2 separate regions of the Strix aluco genome follow, and region 2 is linked to region 1. The links are chromatin contacts, called in public Hi-C maps. All regions are on one chromosome and are shown on one strand. Each heading gives the region's core, a stretch centred on a gene start, on an enhancer-like site or on the middle of the called end of the contact. The rest is flanking DNA. Distances are from core to core; before and after follow the strand shown.

The links. Hi-C and Micro-C count contacts between places; a contact is called where the count stands out from the background.
Region 2: a contact with region 1 is called in a Hi-C map of brain, with 4 times the contacts expected there. The contact joins the promoter of DDX5 here to the promoter of ERN1 in region 1. A contact is called at or near these places in 2 of 2 Hi-C or Micro-C datasets (brain and heart).

The regions. Positions count from the first base shown.
Region 1 is chr21:10,672,020-10,676,230 of bStrAlu1.hap1, reverse strand. It overlaps ERN1 (endoplasmic reticulum to nucleus signaling 1), which reads left to right and starts at 2,029. Exons shown (of 22, transcript XM_074847668.1): 1 at 2,029-2,175. The coding sequence starts at 2,095. LOC141933222 (a long non-coding RNA gene) reads right to left here and starts at 708. Exons shown (of 2, transcript XR_012626040.1): 1 at 581-708. LOC141933284 (small nucleolar RNA SNORD104) reads right to left here and starts at 50; the gene lies at 1-50.
Region 2 is chr21:10,815,442-10,819,652 of bStrAlu1.hap1, reverse strand. DDX5 (DEAD-box helicase 5) reads left to right here and starts at 2,109. Exons shown (of 13, transcript XM_074847805.1): 1 at 2,109-2,259; 2 at 3,817-3,982; 3 at 4,131-4,211. The coding sequence starts at 2,252.

The sequences.
Region 1 (4,211 bases), core at 780-3,279:
TTTGCTTCATGCATGTCAGCAGTCTAACACGTGTCAAGAGACATCAGCGCGGCCCGGCCTACCCGCCCGTCCGCCCCCCTCCTCCAGCCGCCAGCGCTCACCTCCGCTCGCCGCGCTGACAGAAAGGTCGATGCTCCGCCGAGCTCCCTTTTATAGACAACCGGCGCCCGCCCCTCCTTGTTTCGCCCAATAGGATTCAAACTCGGTGGCACGTGCTCATCCGGGTGCGGTTGCGCGCGGGGGTGGGCGGGGCTGAGGAGGGCAGGGCGGAGGCGGGAGGAGCCTGAGGGAGCCTGGCGAACCTGGCCCCTCCCCGGTAGTTTTATTCGCCTTTTCAGAAACAGTACTCTTTTCTTTAGTAGTTTGCTCTAGCGCTTTGTTGTTGTTAAAAAATAGGGCTTAATATTAAAAATGTAAAAGCTTAGGCCCCGCTCGGACCTCAGAGCTGCCCACCTCAGAGGTGGTTCCTCAGTTTCTGAGGAGAGGTGCGAGGGGAGCGGGAGGGCGCAGGGTGACGCTCGTCTTCCCGCCCCGGGTGGCCTCCTCCCGCCTCAGCCCTTGGTTTTGACGTTTTTCCTACCTCCTGCGAGGCCGTTGGGAGGCACTCGTGTTAAATAACTACAATCCGGTGGTGGCATACGCAGTGTTTGCGAAACTGAAAAACTTCCTTAACGTAGCACGGCGTGAAATTCAGCTTAAGAGGTAATGGTACCCAAACACTCGCCAGACAATTTTCAGACTTGAGGGCGGGCCGGCAGCTACGAGGGGTTTTTTCCCGGGGAAGATGGAGGCCGATGGGAAGGGAAATGCTGCCATCCTGCGGTACCTGCCGAACCCGAAGCCGGGAGCTGAGCGGAGGCAGCAGAGCGAAAGCACTAACACTGCAGGCCCGGATCTTGTACAACATCGCGTGTGCTTTTCACGGAGGCACAACTGCCCGCGTTGACCGCCGTTGTGTATGGCTGTGAGGACTTTCTGTCGTGTGGTAGAGGTCTAGATGTGCTCCTCGTCCGTGCTGTTACCATGGCACGTGTAATGCAGCGTGTTAGATGGTCTGCTTGTTCTCAAATGCTTCAAATCCAAGTCCCCCCTAAAGAAACCCATCTGTCAGTACCGGAGAACTGAAATCTCAGTGTGGTTTGTTGCTCCAGGATGTTTTTATGTATTCAGACTTGCAGGTTAGATCATTAATTATGCCTCCTGCCTGTATAATCAAAGGCACACATTAAGAGGGAGCTGCCAGAGCTGATCTGTTATGTGCAGACTGCATATTTAGCACTCAGTGTGCTCTGCAGCTCCATTAGTGGTATCAGTATTAAAAAGCAAACAATATGTAGCAAGGACAAAGTGGCTTTGTTATATAAATAGGCACCTGAAAGCTAAGCCTTTGCTAAACAGTGTAAATTTACTCTCGTTTCTAAAAGCTTCTTCGATTTGGTTCAGTAATTTTGTGTGTATTTTTATCAGTTCAGAGGAGTTTGGACCTGATTTTTGGTTCAGAGAGGCATGTTCTTTTGTTTTTACATTTATTTAAGGCATTGCAAGGCACACCAGGGTCAACAGTGACTTTGTCAAAACAGGAGCTATGCCAAATAAATTTGACCCGATCTGCTTTGAAAGCGAAAAATCAACAGGGAAATTGTACCGGGCGGGGCGGTGCTGGGGGAGGGCGGCAATTCGTCAAGCCTGAACTTACCCACAAGGTGTTTTAAAACCCCCAAACAAACAGCAGCTGTCCTTGCACCCCCCGCCGTTTCAAATGTGGCTCTTGGCCGGGCTCCCCCCGGGCCGGCGGCAGTTTGGTCGGGGCTAAGCACAAACGGGGAGGCTCCGGCAGCGGAACGGAGCCGCGAGGCCTCGCTGGCCGCAGCTCCCCCCTCCCCCGGGCGCCGCGGGGGAGCCCGAAGGCACCGCCGGGGGGGGGGCGGGCGGGCAGTACCTGTGGGGGGACGGGGCCGCCCGGGTCGGGCCACCGACGTCACCGCGGGCGGCCCCGCCGCGCCCCGCCCCGCCGCGCGGGGAGCGCCGGACACGCTGCGGCCGCAGGCAGCGCCGCGCGGGGGGAGCCGCTGCGCGCCCCCGCGGGTGGCAGCCATGGAGCCGCGCCGCCCCCCCCTTCTCCTTCTCTTCCTCCGCCTGGGCGCGCTGCTGGCGCTGCTCTCGCCGAGGCCCGGGGTAAGCGAGGCGCGGCCCGGGCTGAGCCTGCCCGCTGGGCCTGGGGGGGCTGCGGGCCGGCGGGGAGGGCACTCAGCGGTGCAGCCGCCGGCCCGGCCGCGGCGGGGGAGGTGGGCACGGCTCGCTCGGGGTGCGGGGACGGCCGAGCCGGCGAGGGCCAGGGGAGGCCTCGCCCCGTGCAGGCCGGGCCCCCCCGCCCGCGGAGAGCGGAGCCGGGGGGGGGGGGGGGACGCACGAACGGCCCGGTGGGCTCTTGCCGGGGCTTTGCCGAAAGTTTGCCGTCGGTGCGCGCAGCCCGCCGCATGGGCGGTGTTTGCGAAGCCGAACGCTGCCCGTTTTCCTGCCGTTAGTGCCGGGTGCCCCCCGGGGTGCGCCGGGGTGAGGGGCTGCGGTGTGCCACCCCGGTCCGGCCGGACGGCTGCGTGCCTGCCTCCGTGTTCCACGGAACACCGTACCCGAACATGGAGCGTATGCAGTAATCCTCGAAATAGAGAACAGTTAACTTCCCAGAAAGCGGTTGATAAAAGTAGGACAAAGAAACTTTGGAAGCTGAAACTATGTAGGTGTTTAGAGGAATTAATGAAACATGCTGGATCTTTGTTCTGTCCCTTCATAACATCATAAGTGAGGAGGCTTGTTTTCTTTCTGATAAAACCCCAGTGTGTGTGTGTTGATATCCGAATACCCATGACTAACTACATGCCCTGTATACCGTCTTATGGCATTTTGATCATTCTCTTTCCAGAGCAAAGATAGCAATGTGCACTAAGTGTACATGTAGTAGGTTGGTATCCAAAAGAGACTACAGTTCTAAATTCAAAGGTGAAAGTCAAAGTGCACAAGTCACTGCTCTACACAACCCCTTAAGAGGTTGGTTATAAAGTGTTGCGTGGGGCAATAAAAGCACAGGGAATAGTGAAACTGGTGCAAAGCAGATGGAATGCTGAGCAGATTATTTGTACGGAGGTAATAATTTTAAACAGTGTACTTTAAAATGGGTGCTGTCTACTCTGTGTATACTGTCTACTGAGATGGAAAACTAAGTATTCAAAATTTCAGTTCTGAAAGGTGCTCTTCTTTGTAAATTCTCAGGATCCGGAAACAATGAAAAGGCCAGCTGGCATTTACTGTTGCCATTATACTGAGTGTGACAGAGGAAAGTTTTAGGTTATGTTGTTTGATGGATTGTTCATTGTTACCTGAAAATGCTGGTGTAATATATGGGGTTATAGTTCAGGTTAAGCAAAGCTGAAGGCTTTTTTACCTCGGATATAATAGCTCCATTCCCCTTCTTTAAAAGTAAACACATGTAGTAGTGAAGTTGTGTAACATACCTAGTGTTGTTCCTTCATTAGGAAACTGGAAAAAATTAAACAGAGGTGGTCAACAAAAATTGCTTTAAAATCTTTACTGTAGAGTGTTAATATCTTTGCCTTGGTCTGGACTATAAGGTTGGACTGAGATATCTTCAGGGTCCTGACAGGTTTGCAGTTCAGATTTTGCAAGGAAAACACTGATTTGCAACTTATGAAGTTTTAAGAATAGTACTCAATGAGGATACTAAGAAGTATTTTTAAATACTAAAAGTACTCTTTGAATCAACAGATTATTACTAAATTTTGTATAATTTTACTTGCATAGTCACAAAAACCTAGACTTGGGCCCCGGTAGAATTCAGCCCCTTTTTTTCTCTAGGTTGTCTCATCTTGGTCTCTCTGCCCTGACATCTTGCCTCAGATCAGTATCTGATCTCAGGTTCTCCATTTCTTAGCTTCTACTCTAGTCTTTTGCTCTGCCAGCTGTAATCCCCACCATGGTTTCTAAGTTAAAATCTATTACGTACTTCAGTCCCTTTTCAGAACTAGTTTTCATATCTGTGAACTCCATCCCAGTCATCTCACCTGTGATTAACCCATTTAACTGGGAAGGCTTATGTAGAACTATTAATGTCACTTGAGTAATAAATTTCCATGAAAAAGACTGGCATACAATTCTTGGTATTGAGGTGACATGAAGAACATGAGATTGCTTAAAGA
Region 2 (4,211 bases), core at 860-3,359, 140 kb before region 1:
AAGAATAAGAAAAGATCAGACATTTTCACAGCCTTTGAAAAAACCTTTTTCAGACTCATCAGAAGCAGGAAGCCTATAGGGTCAGTAGGTATAGAGTGTTAAAAGGGGTATTTGGGGAGAAAAATATTTAATACACTATATTAAATCAGTAACTCCTACTGAAAAAAATGGGGAGGATCCCCTATCAGAAATTTGCAGGGGATATTTGCAGGCAATTTGCAGGATTAAGAAACCTAGTCAAATTGAAGTGCTACTGAAAGAACAAAACAATAAAAAAGTGAGTGATGGAGGTGGTATTCCAAATTGCTGAGCGGGAACAGCTGTGGCTATTCACAAACAAATAAAAGCCTAATTTAGGTGTTAGTTTGAGGAAGAGATCATGGAAACGTCTAGTAGTATTCTTTGAAAAACCTTGCTCCGTTCTTAGCAACAATCAAAAAAAAAGGACAAAGATTAGGAAACAATACATAACAAATCAAAAGCGTCTTTGTGCCTTCATTATGTAAATCTGTATGGGGCTCAAATCCTGAATCCTTGTTAATAAAGAGAAAATGGCAAGGATAATCAGAAGTGTGGATTTGCTTTTAAAGGAGAGGATTAGATAGACTGTAGCTTTGGTTTACAAAGGAGGTGACTTAGAAGATATTAATGTCCACAAAGGGTATAAATAAATAGAAATTTATTACTCACCATTTCTAATAACTCATTCGTGCCCCTTGTTCTTAGCAGGCAATGTGTTGAAAATGAAAGGAAATGTTTTTCAGGTAGTGTATGATTAAACTGTGAAAGACATTGTCATGGTGTCTTAAGAGCTAAGAGTATAAATAGAACAAAAATGTGAAGAAATGGCCATAAAATACAGTTATTTTTGTCTCAGAAAAGCCTTAAAGCATGGATTGCTAGAAGGTGGGAGGATATAAACAGAGAGTGTTATTACAGCACTTCTTCCTTATGTTGTTTTCATTTGCATTCACCACTGCTTGAAACAGGTGGTCTGGCAATATGGTTGATTGCATTTATGCTTCAAGCTTCACCTTTTCTTTTGTGTGCTTTAAGCCTCGGGTAGCAAGACATTCAAGTTATTCCTCAGGCTAGCAAAGCAGGGCAGATAAGCAACACAGTATCCGCTTCAGCTATTTGATGTTCATGATACATGCACTTTCTAAACAGCCCCGTCCTTTAGTGCACTGGTGCACTTCTTGTGACCTTTGAATTGCTTTACTAGTCCTGGTGTGGAATTTGGAAAGATAAAAATAGTAACTGTTTCCAATCACATGTATTTAATATTTATAAAGGGCAATGGGTAGCAGTCTAAAAGCACTGCTCAAAGTAGCATTTAATAATCTATCTGCTATTACGATTGTGTCCAACCTGTTGTGAGGATCTGTGTACCTGACTCGAGTCTCTCGAAGATCGCGGGAGGTGCGTGGCTGCACCTACCCTTCCTTCAGGTATCAGTTACTAGTTAAAACGTGGCAACTCCGCTTAAGCCTGGGTTTCACCTGTTAGATCACTTGCAGGAGGCTTTCCACAAACAGTTTATGTGACTGTATCTGTGAGGCTTTGAGCTCAGGGAACGCCACTGCGGGCAGCTGGGGTCCCTCTGCTCCACCAGCTGCCCTCCGGCCCCAGCCAGGACTGAAGCACGCCGCCTCACCGAGGCTCCTGCGCCACAGCTGGGAGCCAAACGGCTCTCTGGGCCAGCCGGGAGGCCGAAAGGCATCAAGCTGCAGTGACCAAGGGCTGGGAGGGGGGAAATCCCCGCTGCCGTCAGGCCAAGACCCATCGGCGGCGCGCAAAGGCCTCAGCCAAGGGCCGAAGCAGCGCCCCCAGGCCGCGGCTGCCGGCGGCTCTGCGCAGGCGCGGCCGCTCGCGCCCTCCTCACGGGGGGGGGGAGCGGCGCTCCGGGTGGGGCGCTGCGGACCGTGACGTCAGCGGAGGCCACGCCCCAAGGAGGGGGGGAACTTCCGGCCGCCAGCGCAGAAGCCGGTCAGTCGGCCGGGCCGTGGCCACGCCCCCACGGGAGGGGGCGGGGAGGGGGCTGCTGGGTCGTTACATAACAGAGGGGCGGGCTCTGCGCTGGCGTCACCAGCCGGTTCCCAGCAGCCCCCGCGGCCCCCTTATATAACCGGCATCCGGGCGGAGGGGCGCTCTACATTCAGTGGCCCCCACCGACGGCGTCGTATCCTGTCCTCTCCTTCGACACCCACTTTAAGTGACCGGGATCGTCTCGCCCACCGCCACCATCACCATGCCCGGGTATTCCAGCGACAGGGATAGAGGGTGAGTCCGGGGGCCCGGCCGGCGCTAGCCGCCGCCAGCGTCCGGACTCTTAGACTGACTGCGGGGTGCTGGTGGTTGTTTTTTTAGCCGTTTAAAATGGCGGCGAGTCGTGGGGGTTGGGCCCTGGAGCCCTTCTCCGCAGCACTTGCCGTCTCGAGGTCTCCGGAGCTTCGCGCGGGGAGGCCGGGGAAGGGGAAATGCTTTAAGGAGCCCTTAAGGGCGGCAGCTGTGCGTGGGTGGCGGTGTGATCCGCGAAGGGGCTCGGTCCGTCCGCCTCAGCGCTGCCCCCGCTTGTGTGTGACGGCTTATGAGGGACGCGGGTGGGTGGGTGTTTTTTTTTTTTTTTGCGGGGAAAATGGATTCGCCCCCCTGCTCTCCGGGGACGTACCCCCGGGTGCGGATGGCCCACGCAGAGCTCGATTCTCCCTTCTCCCCCCGTCACTGGGGGTGGGCCGGGGAGCGCGGGCTGGCTGGAGGTTTGTGGGTCAGTGGGTTGGCCGGGCGTTTCGTCGGTGCCGAAGCCTTGGGGAGCTCTCGGTAGGGCGGTTCCCTTTTCCTCCCTTCCCCCTCACAAGGGACGGTGGCTCTAGCTGCTGCTGGCAGAAGCCGGCCGGCTCCCGCTTTGTGTTGTGTAAGCGGATGTTAATGGCCGGCCCCGCCATGCGGTGACTGAGGGGAAATCAAAATGCCGGCTGCTGCTGCTGCCTTTGTTCCTCCTCCTCCTCCCCCCGCCCAGCTCAGACTCTAAAATGGCAGCGGCTGGAAAATGTGGCGTAGACAGAAATGAGAGACAAAGGAAACAGCGCTGGCAGGAAGCAGCGGCCACTCAGCCAGGTCCCCTCTGGGAGCGCTGTGTTGTGCTGGGAAGGATCGCTCCCAGCGCCTGCCCGGCCAAAATTGGGGAGCAATCGGGGCGGGGGAGAGAGCCCCACGCTCGGATCCAGTTTAGCGGTCCTCAGTGCAGGGCTTAGCGTGGCTTCGAGCTGCGCCTCAGGGCTGCCGGGCCAGGCTTTCGAGATGAGCCTTTTCTGAACGGAGTGAGCGAACCTAAAATACTAACGTAAAAATGCATGGCCTCGTAAAACATCGTTATTGAGAGAAGTCTCTCTTTTGGGATACAAGAAAACGGTTTATGGGAAAGTTGCCCCAAGGTTTTGTAACTGCCTCAGCTCACTTTTTGCAGGCTGACACACAGTGGGAGTGTCACTTGGGTGGGAAACCATTTTGATCATGAGGTAGTACAAAGGTTTTAATGTCCTTCGCCTATGTGGTAACTTGTTAATAGGCCTTTCAATTTCATTTTAAGGAAACCGCAGAGATATGTGTTACCTCAGCCTCTGAATATGAATTGTAACTAGGCAGATTGTGGCATCTGCAACTTCAGTATGTTTTTTTAAGTTTTGGTATCCTGCAGGTGGGGTTTATAAATCTGAATTGTAAAGTTACAGGATGGACCACAAATATAGCAGTTAAGTTGTATAAGAGCAGCACCAAAATGTCTTTCTTAGATTAAGGTATGATCTTCTTCTCTAGGTTTGGAGCCCCACGTTTTGGAGGAAGTAGAGGTGGACCCCTCTCTGGGAAGAAATTTGGAAACCCTGGGGAGAAACTTACAAAAAAGAAATGGAATTTAGATGAGCTGCCCAAATTTGAGAAGAACTTCTATCAAGAACATCCTGATGTAGTTAGACGTACTGTGGTATGTACCCTGTCTAACTCATGCAAAAGTAAACAAAAAGTGCAAACATGCTGAGGGTCATGGGGCCCAACAAGCATGGATGGGGTAACTTAAAAGAGAACTTTGGTATCAAAGCTTATTTCAAAAAATTTTTTTTTTTGTCTTGCAGCAAGAAGTTGAACAGTACAGATCAAGCAAAGAAGTCACAGTTAGGGGCCATAACTGTCCAAAACCAATTATAAACTTCTAT